Linked DNA regions of Rattus norvegicus: region 2 is linked to region 1. A link is a contact called in public Hi-C data. All regions are on one chromosome and are shown on one strand. Each heading gives the region's core, a stretch centred on a gene start, on an enhancer-like site or on the middle of the called end of the contact. The rest is flanking DNA. Distances are from core to core; before and after follow the strand shown.

Region 1 (4,859 bases), core at 597-3,096:
CTTTCCCAAGAGCCTCGGCTTCTGATCTCCTCAGGCATGGCCTCCCACCCCACTTGGCCTCCTCTACCTGCCCCCCCCCATGTACCCTTATTCCAATCTATGCATTGTTGGGCTTTCCTGGAAAGAGTCATGTCTGTCCAGATCCGAAACTCATTCACAACAAGCAGTTTATTTCCCTGAGCCACCCCCCCAACAGCCACTGTATTTTATTTTCGAGACAACAGTATTGCCCAGGCTGGTCATAAACTACTATAAACTCTTAGCTTCCAGGGGCCAGAGTCCAGGCTGTATCCCAACACCCTACACACACACCCTTTTGTGTCCTCTAGAGACAGTCTCAACTGTGTAGCTCTGGCTGGCCTGGATCTCACTACCCTGAGCTCAGAAATCTACCTTTACCATGAACGATCTCCTTACCCACTCCTAAGCCCACACCCCCTTCTGGGGCGCTAAGAGCACTCGAGGGCTGTGCTCAGTTATCTCTCCACACAAGAGGAACTGTGTACAAGGATAAAGTGCAAAACTGAAGGGGCACAACCAGGGAGGACAGTGACAGCTCAGTGACACACCTGGTATAGCCAGGAGTCACTGGGGAACAGTGGCAGAGCAAACTTCTGGCTGGCTCTCCAGCCCCAGTGCCCACTGTTTTAAGAACAGTGGACCTCGCTCTAATAAATTGCTGGGCCCCACCCACCTGGGCCCCACCCACCATCCACCCAAGGGGAGAGAGGAGCAGCTGACTAGAATTCCAAGCAGAAACTCTAACCTAAAAAATTTGGGAGGAGGCCAGGTGTGGTGAAGCACATCTTTAATTCCAGTACTCAAGGGGCTGACGGAGGAGAAGTTTGAGGGCAACATAGCAACAGGGTGTGGTAGTGCATGCTAGCACTCTGGCAGATGCAGATCTTAGGAGTTCTAGGCCAGCCTGGTCCCTGTAGTGAGTCCAGAACTGCCAGGGCAATAGAGTGAGGACCCGCCTAAGGGAGTCAACAGGAGGAAAGGGGTGGGGGACAGAGAAACATATGGATAAATTTACAAGAGCCATTAAGATAGCTCACAAAGTAAAGGCACCTGAGACCTGAAATCCGTCGCTGGGACCCAGATGGTTTAATAAAACTACCTTCTACAAATTATCCTCTGATCTACACACTAGCGCTGTGACATTGGGGGCAAAGGCACACGAATAAACGAAAAAAGTTTTTGTTTTTAAAGTTTATCAAAGTCAGCAATACTTAGGTCGGTGCCTTTTAGACATTTCAATTTGCTCTGAAATAAAATCGCATGGAATGCGTGAAGTGCTCCCATTCTCTCCCAAGTGGCCAAGCTTTGCAGAGTTTAGAACTCTAAAGACAGCAAACTCCTTGGCACCGTTCCCCCGTGAGCTGGTGAAGGCGGACTCGCTCACCCTCGCCCCATGGACACACTCCAGCCCCAAACTCACTCACGGCCCACTGGTCAACCGCTCCCCCGCTCCCCTCGGGCCTCCCCGGGCTCTGCACCGCGCAGCCAATGACCGCCAAGGAATGGAAAACGCCCCACAGCGCGGAAGGGACAGCGGGACCGCCCGAAGGGGATCCGCGGCCGAGCGCCCTGAGGGCGGAGGCGGGAGACGCCCCGACTCCAGTTGGGGACCCGGGGGCTAGGACGCACCTCCTTGTCCGGAACCCACTGCGGTTCCTCCAAGCCGAAAGGGCTTCCGAAGGCGCGGTGCTCCGGCACCATGCGCAGGCCACTGGGCGAGCGCACAAGCTTCTTGGCGTCGCAACGCGCGGCCACCCCCGAGGACATGTCTCCTCCTGAGCCCCTCACGCCACCGCCCGCGCTGAGCCCACACAGGTCGCCACCCCGCTCCGCCCGCCAGCACGATGACAACTCCGAAGCCCAATCCATAGCCACAGCTCGGAATATGAGCCAATCGGAGAGTAGTATCCGCCCAGAGCCGCCCTTCTCCAATCCGCGCAAGGTCCCCGCCCCTACGACCGACCACCAATCGGCGGCGAAGACCGAGGAGCACCCTCGCCCCTCTCGGGAGATTGTGACTTTGGATTGGCCAACTAATCAGCCACGTAGCCGCCTCTTCGCTTCTTCTGGGTGGAGCAGGCTCGGACTCCGGATTTTCATTGGAAGAGAAGATTGAGATGGGCGTGGCTTCCGGAGCGGGCGGAGCGCGCGGGAGAATTGCTGCGTTGCTGATCCGGGAGGTGAGCTAGATGATCGCTGGTAGCGGGACGTGGGGCGGCGGGAGAGGGCGGAGGGCAACGTGGGTTTCGAGAGCCCCAGGCCGGGGCTGGGGTTCAAGAACGAACTTCCCCCGCGGGGCACCCCTTCAGGCCCGTAGTGGGGTTTGGATCGAATCGAGAGTCCGGACCCTCTCCACTGAGCGCGGAACCTGCTTTCAGCACCAGTGTCCCAGGCCAGCCACTGCGTCGCTGCAAACTTGACCTGTGACTTTTTTTTCTTGTGGTGTTTGTAAGGACGGGTCTCATTGCGCATGTAGCCTAGGCTGGCCTTGGATTCAGCAGTCCTTGCCTCAGCCTTCCTTGTACCAACAGAGGTGTGAGCCACCGCGCGCACCTCTTCTTCTTTGGGTAATTGGCCAAATCAACTACCCAGGAGCTTTGCTCACTCTCTGTCACAGCCTGCTCTGAGAAACCCGTCTCTGTCTTCTGAGTGCTGGGATTACTGGCAGCCCACCATACCTGCCCAGCACCAGATCTCAGGTCCTCAGCCTCCTCACTCTTGGCACTGCCAGCCTGAGCCACCCCACCCCCATCCTTAGTGTTTCTTGGCACTGTCATTTGAAGCCACGTATAAGATGGACGTGCATTGTAGAACACGTCTTCCCTCACACCGACCGGACTGGCTCTAACGTAGACAGGTGGGCGGAGAAGAGGCCTGGTGCTGTCCTCGTCAGCTCCCTTTCCGGGGGAGGGGAGGTTTCTCCATGCTTTCTGATGAGGTGAGCTGCAGCCCTGCCTCTTCTGTCCTTCTCTGATGAGGTTCCATTTCCCCCACCATCCTTCAAAATGCCAAACTCACAAAAAGTCAGGGAATGATGAGCGAGACTCATCTATGCCCCAGGAAGTTAAATGGGAGTCGTAAGGGACAGCTAAATTTCTTCTCCCACTCGCAGCTGAGCCTCAGGCACTGGCACCTTCAGGATGTTAGGGGCCGCTGAATTAGTTCTGTACCAACATCTGGAACGAGCCTGGGCTTCCAGGCTGCCTAGTCCTTCTTCAGTGGATGGTGCAACCAGAAGCATCTTCCTCAGCTTTCACGGACAGTGTTCCCAAGACGGAGGAGACACCTGTCCTTGGCGCTCAGTGGGACACCCAACCACTTCAGATTGCCCTGTGTGCGTGTGTCGCTTTCCCATGTTCTCCCTCCCACAGGCAGCAAGTTGACAGCAAGCGCGTGGGAGTTTGTCACCATTGCTGTGTAAGCTCTGCATGCTCATGGTGGACCCACGGAGGAAATGGACTTGGATCAGCTGGACCTAAACCCCAGAATTACTGCTGCCATTAAAAGGGGTATGTATGCTGTGGGAAGTGAGCAACGGTACACGTGCACTTTGTGTGAAACAAGCTGTGGTGCTCCGTGGGCCACCTCCAACCAGCGCCTTCTCTCCTTTTCATTCTCAGAAGGGGCACCTTTGCCCCTGAGCCCCTGGAGGGCTGTGACTGCTGAGGGCTAACTGCCCAGGCCTCATGTTCACGGCGTTCTTCCTGCCACTGTGTGAGCTGGCTTGATATGTCTGCAGTGTTTTTCTTTCTCTCTCTCTCTCTTTTTTTTTTCCCTTCGTTTTAATTGCATCAGGGTCTCACTGTGTAGCCCTGGCTGACCTGGGATTCACTGTGTAGACCAGCCTGGCCTTGAACTCACAGAGCTCCTCCTGCCTCCGTCTTCCAGTGCTGGGACCAATACTTTCTGTTAAAGAAATCAGGAGAAAGACAAATGTGCTCTTCACAAAATAAAACAGAAGCATTCATATCACTTTATAATCCTTGTTTCTGCAACTGGTTACCTGGCCTTAGCTGGTATTTGTAACTCCCTTTCTCTGCTACCTGTTCTGTATTTCCTCCACCCTCTGCAGTCACCTCAGCAGGTCTTGGCTCTTTTCCTGGAGGAGTGACCTTCATTCCTGATGGGTCTGTGTCCTTCGTCCTCCTGCTTGGATTAGGCTATTGTAGTTTCCCATTGACTTTAATCACAGGACATGGTAGTACCAAGAGACGCGCTAAGGGATCTCCTGCACTCCAGACATAACCCTTCTTACCTCCATTGTGGACAGGCGATCCAATTTCCCCATGGTAATCTGGATCTATCCCCCCAGCCCCAAGATCAGCATCACGGGTGAGCCCTCCAGTTCTGGATTGTAGTCAAGTTGACATCCAGGAACGGCCACTACGCTTTCTTTTGCTTTCAATTGGTTTGGAAGTAAAAAGTAAATCCAAGCCCAGAATTGGTTCCTTTGCCCTCCTCCCCAAGGTGCAGGCCCTTGGTTGTTAGCATGTGTTGCCCGTAGCGATGGCCACAGTCCTGCCCATCCTGGCCTGCTTGGATCCTGCCTCTGCCTTCCGTCAGCCTCTTTGCCTACCTGGCCTGGCTTGGGTGCTCAGAGTTGATTCTCCCTTGGCCCGCTCTCTGTCATTGTCAGTCAACTCCAGGGCTTTGTGCATGGTCACCAGGCACTCTCTCAGGCCACACCTGCAGCTCCATGGTCATGCTTTTTAAAATACAGGGTCTTGCTGTGTAGCTTAAACTGGCCTTGGGTCCTGGGTTCAAGTGACCCTCATGTCTCAGCCTTCCACATAGCTGGGACAGTGGACCAAGGGTGGGTCAGGGTAATAGTCACATCC
Region 2 (4,859 bases), core at 1,549-4,048, 140 kb before region 1:
TTGTAAAATGGAGAATACACTTTGAGTCCACCAGGGTTTCCAAAAGTGCCCTGTAGGTGGAGCCAGAATGTAGCCAAACTAGTCGCCACAGTGGCCTTGTTGGCCTAGAGCTTAGGTGACAACTGTGCCCTCAGCACTGTGTTCGTGTGCCCTCAGAGGCCAGAAGAGGACATGGGACTGGAGTTGGGAGTTACACAGTATAGGTACTGAAACCAAACTCAGGCCCTCTAAAAAGGCAGTAAGCGTTCTGATGAGCTGTTCCTTCAGCCCCTGCATTCTGGTTTTCCGATAAGTGTCATCGAGTGGGCGGGCACAGCAACTAAGCAGAACCATAGCCAAGTGTGGTGTGCATCCAGAGCCCCAGCCAACTGCTTGGGAAACGCAGCATGGAGGGCACAGGTTGGGCCTGCCTGAGCAGCGCTCCCACCCCCATCAGTACGTCTCCTAGCTCCTGGCAAGACAGCGTGCAAGGGAATGAAGCTGGGGCTTCCCGCTCCACAGGCCACATCGTGTACAAGATCTGGCCCAGTGCGGAGAATGTGGCCCGAGAATGTGGCACCTTCTCCTGCCAGGGAGAAACTTGATTTAATTTGTGCTCCAGGGCTAAGAAGTCCAGAGACAACAAGCCTCAGAGAACTGAATTCCAAGACTGTTAATGAACCCATTGGGTGAGGGAGAATAAAGTCAAACAACCCCAGGTGGGCTAGAGACTGAGGCACAGAGACTCTGAGCCTGCTATAGAAACTACACAGGCAAATTATAAACAAACAACTGTAGAGCCAGGCATAGTGGCTCACACCTTTGATCTCAGCACTGCAGGGCAGGCAGATCTGTGAGTTTGAGGATAGCCTCGTCTAATAAGTTCTAGGCCAGTAAGGCCAAATAGTGAAACTCTGTCTCAAAAAGAGGAAAAAAAAAATAGAAAAAGTATGGCCGGGCATGGTGGTGCACGCCTTTAAATCCCAGCATTCAGGAGGCAGAGGCGGGCGGATCTCTTGAGTTCAGGGCCAGCATGGTCTACACAGTGAGTTCCAAGACAGCCAGGGCTACACAGAGAAACCCTGTCTCAAAAAATAAAGAAAAAGAAAGAAAGAAAGAAAGAAAGAAAGAAAGAAAGAAAGAAAGTGTAACTAAGAAAGCAAAAGGTAACAATCTATTCCAGTGAGATTGAAGTCAGAAAAGCAATGGAGCAAAGTTGATGAGCATAATGCCAGTTCACTGAGAAGATGAATTAATACATGAGTAAACCCCTAGACAGACTGACAGAGAAGACAGAGTCTGAAATGGACGATGTCAATACAGATTCCACAGACATTCACGGGACAAGGACTAGGGTGGGGCTCTGTGACAGGAGTGGCCTGCTCAAGACCTGGCTTCAGTCCTCAGTAACTGGACACATACAGATCGAAAGGACAACAAGAGAATGCCATCAACACCTCTGTGCCAATAAATGCTACAGGATAGAAGAATTGGTCAAATCCCACGTAAGCAAACATCATTCCAGAGTTCACACCAAGGAAAAGGAAGGTTGGCAAGATGGCTCAGCTGGCAAAGGTACTTGCCTGGAAGCCCCACAGGCCTGAGTTCATCCACAGCACCCACATGGTGGAGGGAGCAAACCGACTCTTAGGAGTTGTTCTCTTAGCGCGCACACAAGTGATAAAAACAGAAAAAATAGCCTCGATGGCCCTATGTCTATTAAACAATTCGAAGTTGCAGTTTCAAACCGTTAGACGAGGCATGGTCTGTGCCTTTAGACGAGGTGGCGTGTGCCTTTCATGCCGGCACTCAGAAGGCAAGGGGCAGAAGAGGCTCTGTGAGTTTGAGGCCAGCCTGGTCTATGTGGCAAGTGCCAGGACAGCCAGGACTATAGAGAGAGAGTCTCAAAATAATAAGTTTAAAAAGAACTTTGTTAGTGTTTGCCTCTGTCACAACATAACTGAGAAAAGTCAACTTTAAAGAGAACTTGTTTGGGGCTCATAGTCTCAAAGTTTCAGTCCATGGTCAACTGTCCATTGCTTTCAGGCCACGCTGGGCAGAAACACAGGAGGGAGGGTCAGAAAGTTAGTGAGGTTTTCTCCCTGCAGAACCAGGGCTTAGAACTCACAGTTTCATGCTCCTGCAGGGCGGCCTGTCCACCCATGCCTACATGGGGACAGGCCACCATTCTCCCAATAATACATGGATCAAAAGCCCCACCCCTGCCCAGATTGGCACCATGTGGGAGCCACCCGATAGTCCACCCTAGGGCTCTGGATGCCTTCTGAATGAGGAAGACAGAAACAAGCAGAGGACTCCCTGCCACACATGGGTTTCACTGGTGCCCTTCCCACCCACCTGTCTTCGGGTGACGCGATAGCCCCAAACCAAGGCTTGGGGACAACATGATGGACTATTAGTGTCCTCAAGTATCTAGGAGACTGGCAGGAGGCCACCCTCTCTCCTGCCCCACAAAGAGACTGCTGTGGGGACAGTGAGGAGCCACACAGAGACACTACCTGTCCTAGCAGGCTCAGTTTCTTGCAGCCACAATGAAGTCACTCTGCTATAGAAATGCAGTCTCTCTTGCCCTTTTGAAAAGAGACAGAGTGGGACCTTGTGTTTTTGTCCCCACTCTGGCCTGGTAGCCAAATGGCTGTTCTACTGAAACTGGCACCGGTGACCTTCCTTGCATCTGCCCAGCCAGCGAGTGAGTGTGAGACTCGCCCCGTCTGCAGAGGCTCTGCTGCCTTACAACCATCCCCTAGCAGGGCTCCCCAAGCCCACTGGGCAGCATTTACCAACTCACAGGTACTGGGCTTCTCCTGACTCCACAGCAGGCTGCCTCTCCAGCCACAGGACCTGGCACAGGAGAGCTGTTTCCCTCACACTGTCTCTGGGGATTGTTTGCAGGTCCGAGCTGATCGGTGCTGGCCAGTAGCTATTCCCCAGTGGGGTCCTGGGGCAGAGGGCAGACCTGCTGCTCTGGGCCTGAGTGGGTCCAATGCTCCACCCTGCAGAGCCTCTGGGGAGATGACATGCACACAGGAGCCCTTGAGTTCTAAGGACATGCCCGTGAAGGAAGCCTGAAGCGAGGCCTCACCAGCTGTAGACTTGCTCAGAGCAGCTTTCCTAATACAGTGTCCACTCTTCTACAGAGTGTCTGTCCCTCTCTAGCCCCAGCCTCCAGACCTCCTGAAGGCAACATCCCCAGAACCAGGGCTGTGCATCCAGACATCCATCCTGCCTTCCCACCCTATCCCTCCACCTACTTACTGTGTCCCTGCGCACAAGGGCTAGGTGACAGTGGCTAGTATTCAAGGAGAACATTCCGGAGACTTGGGCCGGCGATCCTCTCTCCCCTCTCTGCTCAGAGGCCATCGTGCTGGGCTCCCTTGGGCCTTGACTTTTGCGGAATTACATTTACTGTGAGAGGTTCTTCTGCCTTCCTCCCTAACACCGTGCCTCCTCCGGACACACATGCTTTTCCAACTCCCAATACACAGATTCAAAAATGTAGGCAGCTCTCAGCGCAAGGCCCTGGGTTCGGTCCCCAGCTCCGAAAAAAAGAACCAAAAAAAAAAAAAAAAAAAAAAAGTAGGCAGTTCTCAATATCTATGAATCCCATAGCCAAACATCCAACCAATAGCAAATTTAAAGTATCTGAAAAAAGCGCATCTGCGTTGAACACACACGCAGCCTTAGCCTGTTACAGCCTACACAGGTCAGGACAGACGCTATTCACATAGCACTGCCACGGCACCGATTTTTTTCCCCTGGGTTTTAAAGGCAGGGTTTCTCTGTGTAGCCCTGGCTTTACAGGAGCTCATTCTGTAGACCAGGCTGGCTTTGAACTCATAGAGATCCACCTGCCTCTGCAGGTGTGGGGATTAAAGACATGCACCGCTGCCTGGTTCATTGCATCAATTCTTCAGTCAACTAGAGAGAAAGCCCAAGGGGAAAGGTGTGCGCTTCTATGCAACACCACATCTTCCTTTCAGAGATTGTTGGAATTTTTATACTGTGCGTCTGTGTACCAGGTGTTGCACAAAGCCCAGAAGAGCATGTTGGATCCCCTGGAACTGGAAATCTAGACAGCCGTGAACTGCCATGCGGGTGCTGGGAATCAAACCCGGGCCCTCTTAACCACTAAGTCCTATCTCCAGCCACCGAACTCCACCTTTTATGAACATCTGAGGATTTTTAGACAGGTCCTCTCTTTCTCCCTCATGCACACATGCACACATGCACATAAAATAAAGATACACGGGGCTGGGGATTTAGCTCAGAGGTAGAGCGCTTGCCTAGGAAGCACAAGGCCCTGGGTTCGGTCCCCAGCTCCGAAAAAAAGACCAAAAATAAATAAATAAATAAATAAAGATACACTTAGTGTCACTACTGGTCAGAATGCCCTGTATCCACACCCACCACCACTGTCTCATGCTGACCTGACCCCTCAGGCAGTGTAGTAGGGTTCTCTAGAGGAACAGAACTGATAGAATGAGTGTGTGTGTGTGTGTGTGTGTGTGCGTGTGTGTGTATTTATACATATTTATGTTTTACTAGAGTGGCTTATAGGCTGTGTCTTGTCCAGCGAGTCCAACAATGGCTGTCTCCCAGCAGAAGGTCTAAGAATCCAGTTCAGTCCACGAGGCTGACTCAGCTGGTCTTCAGTGTACACCGGAATCCTAAAGAAGTGGGCTCTGGGGGCCAGTGGAGGGACGGGCTTGCCAGGCAGAGCGAAGGCAAGCAGGCAAAAGAACAGGCTTCTCTCTTCCATGTCCTTTGCCTTCATCTTCTGCCAGCAGAAGGCGAGGCCCAGGTTAAAGATGGCTCTTCCCACCTCGGAAGATCTGGATTTAAGGTGGGTCTTCCCACTT

The links. Hi-C and Micro-C count contacts between places; a contact is called where the count stands out from the background.
Region 2: a contact with region 1 is called in a Hi-C map of Schwann cells, with 2.8 times the contacts expected there. The contact joins the enhancer-like site here to the promoter of Zfyve21 in region 1. A contact is called at or near these places in 3 of 12 Hi-C or Micro-C datasets (the A7r5 cell line, Schwann cells and hepatocytes) and 1 of 1 datasets of contacts at active chromatin or transcription factors (oligodendrocytes).

What each region holds. Positions count from the first base shown.
Region 1 is chr6:136,692,138-136,696,996 of GRCr8, reverse strand. It overlaps Zfyve21 (zinc finger FYVE-type containing 21), which reads right to left and starts at 1,846. Exons shown (of 7, transcript NM_001399738.1): 1 at 1,651-1,846. The coding sequence starts at 1,788. It overlaps Xrcc3 (X-ray repair cross complementing 3), which reads left to right and starts at 2,175. Exons shown (of 8, transcript NM_001427420.1): 1 at 2,175-2,201; 2 at 3,393-3,530. The coding sequence starts at 3,476.
Region 2 is chr6:136,832,185-136,837,043 of GRCr8, reverse strand. No RefSeq gene overlaps it. Among named protein-coding and RNA genes, the nearest start is that of Atp5mpl, 11 kb to the left of the region's middle. Within about 2 kb of position 2,798, at least 10 of the 93 cell types and tissues checked have an H3K27ac peak or open chromatin away from gene starts, as enhancers often do.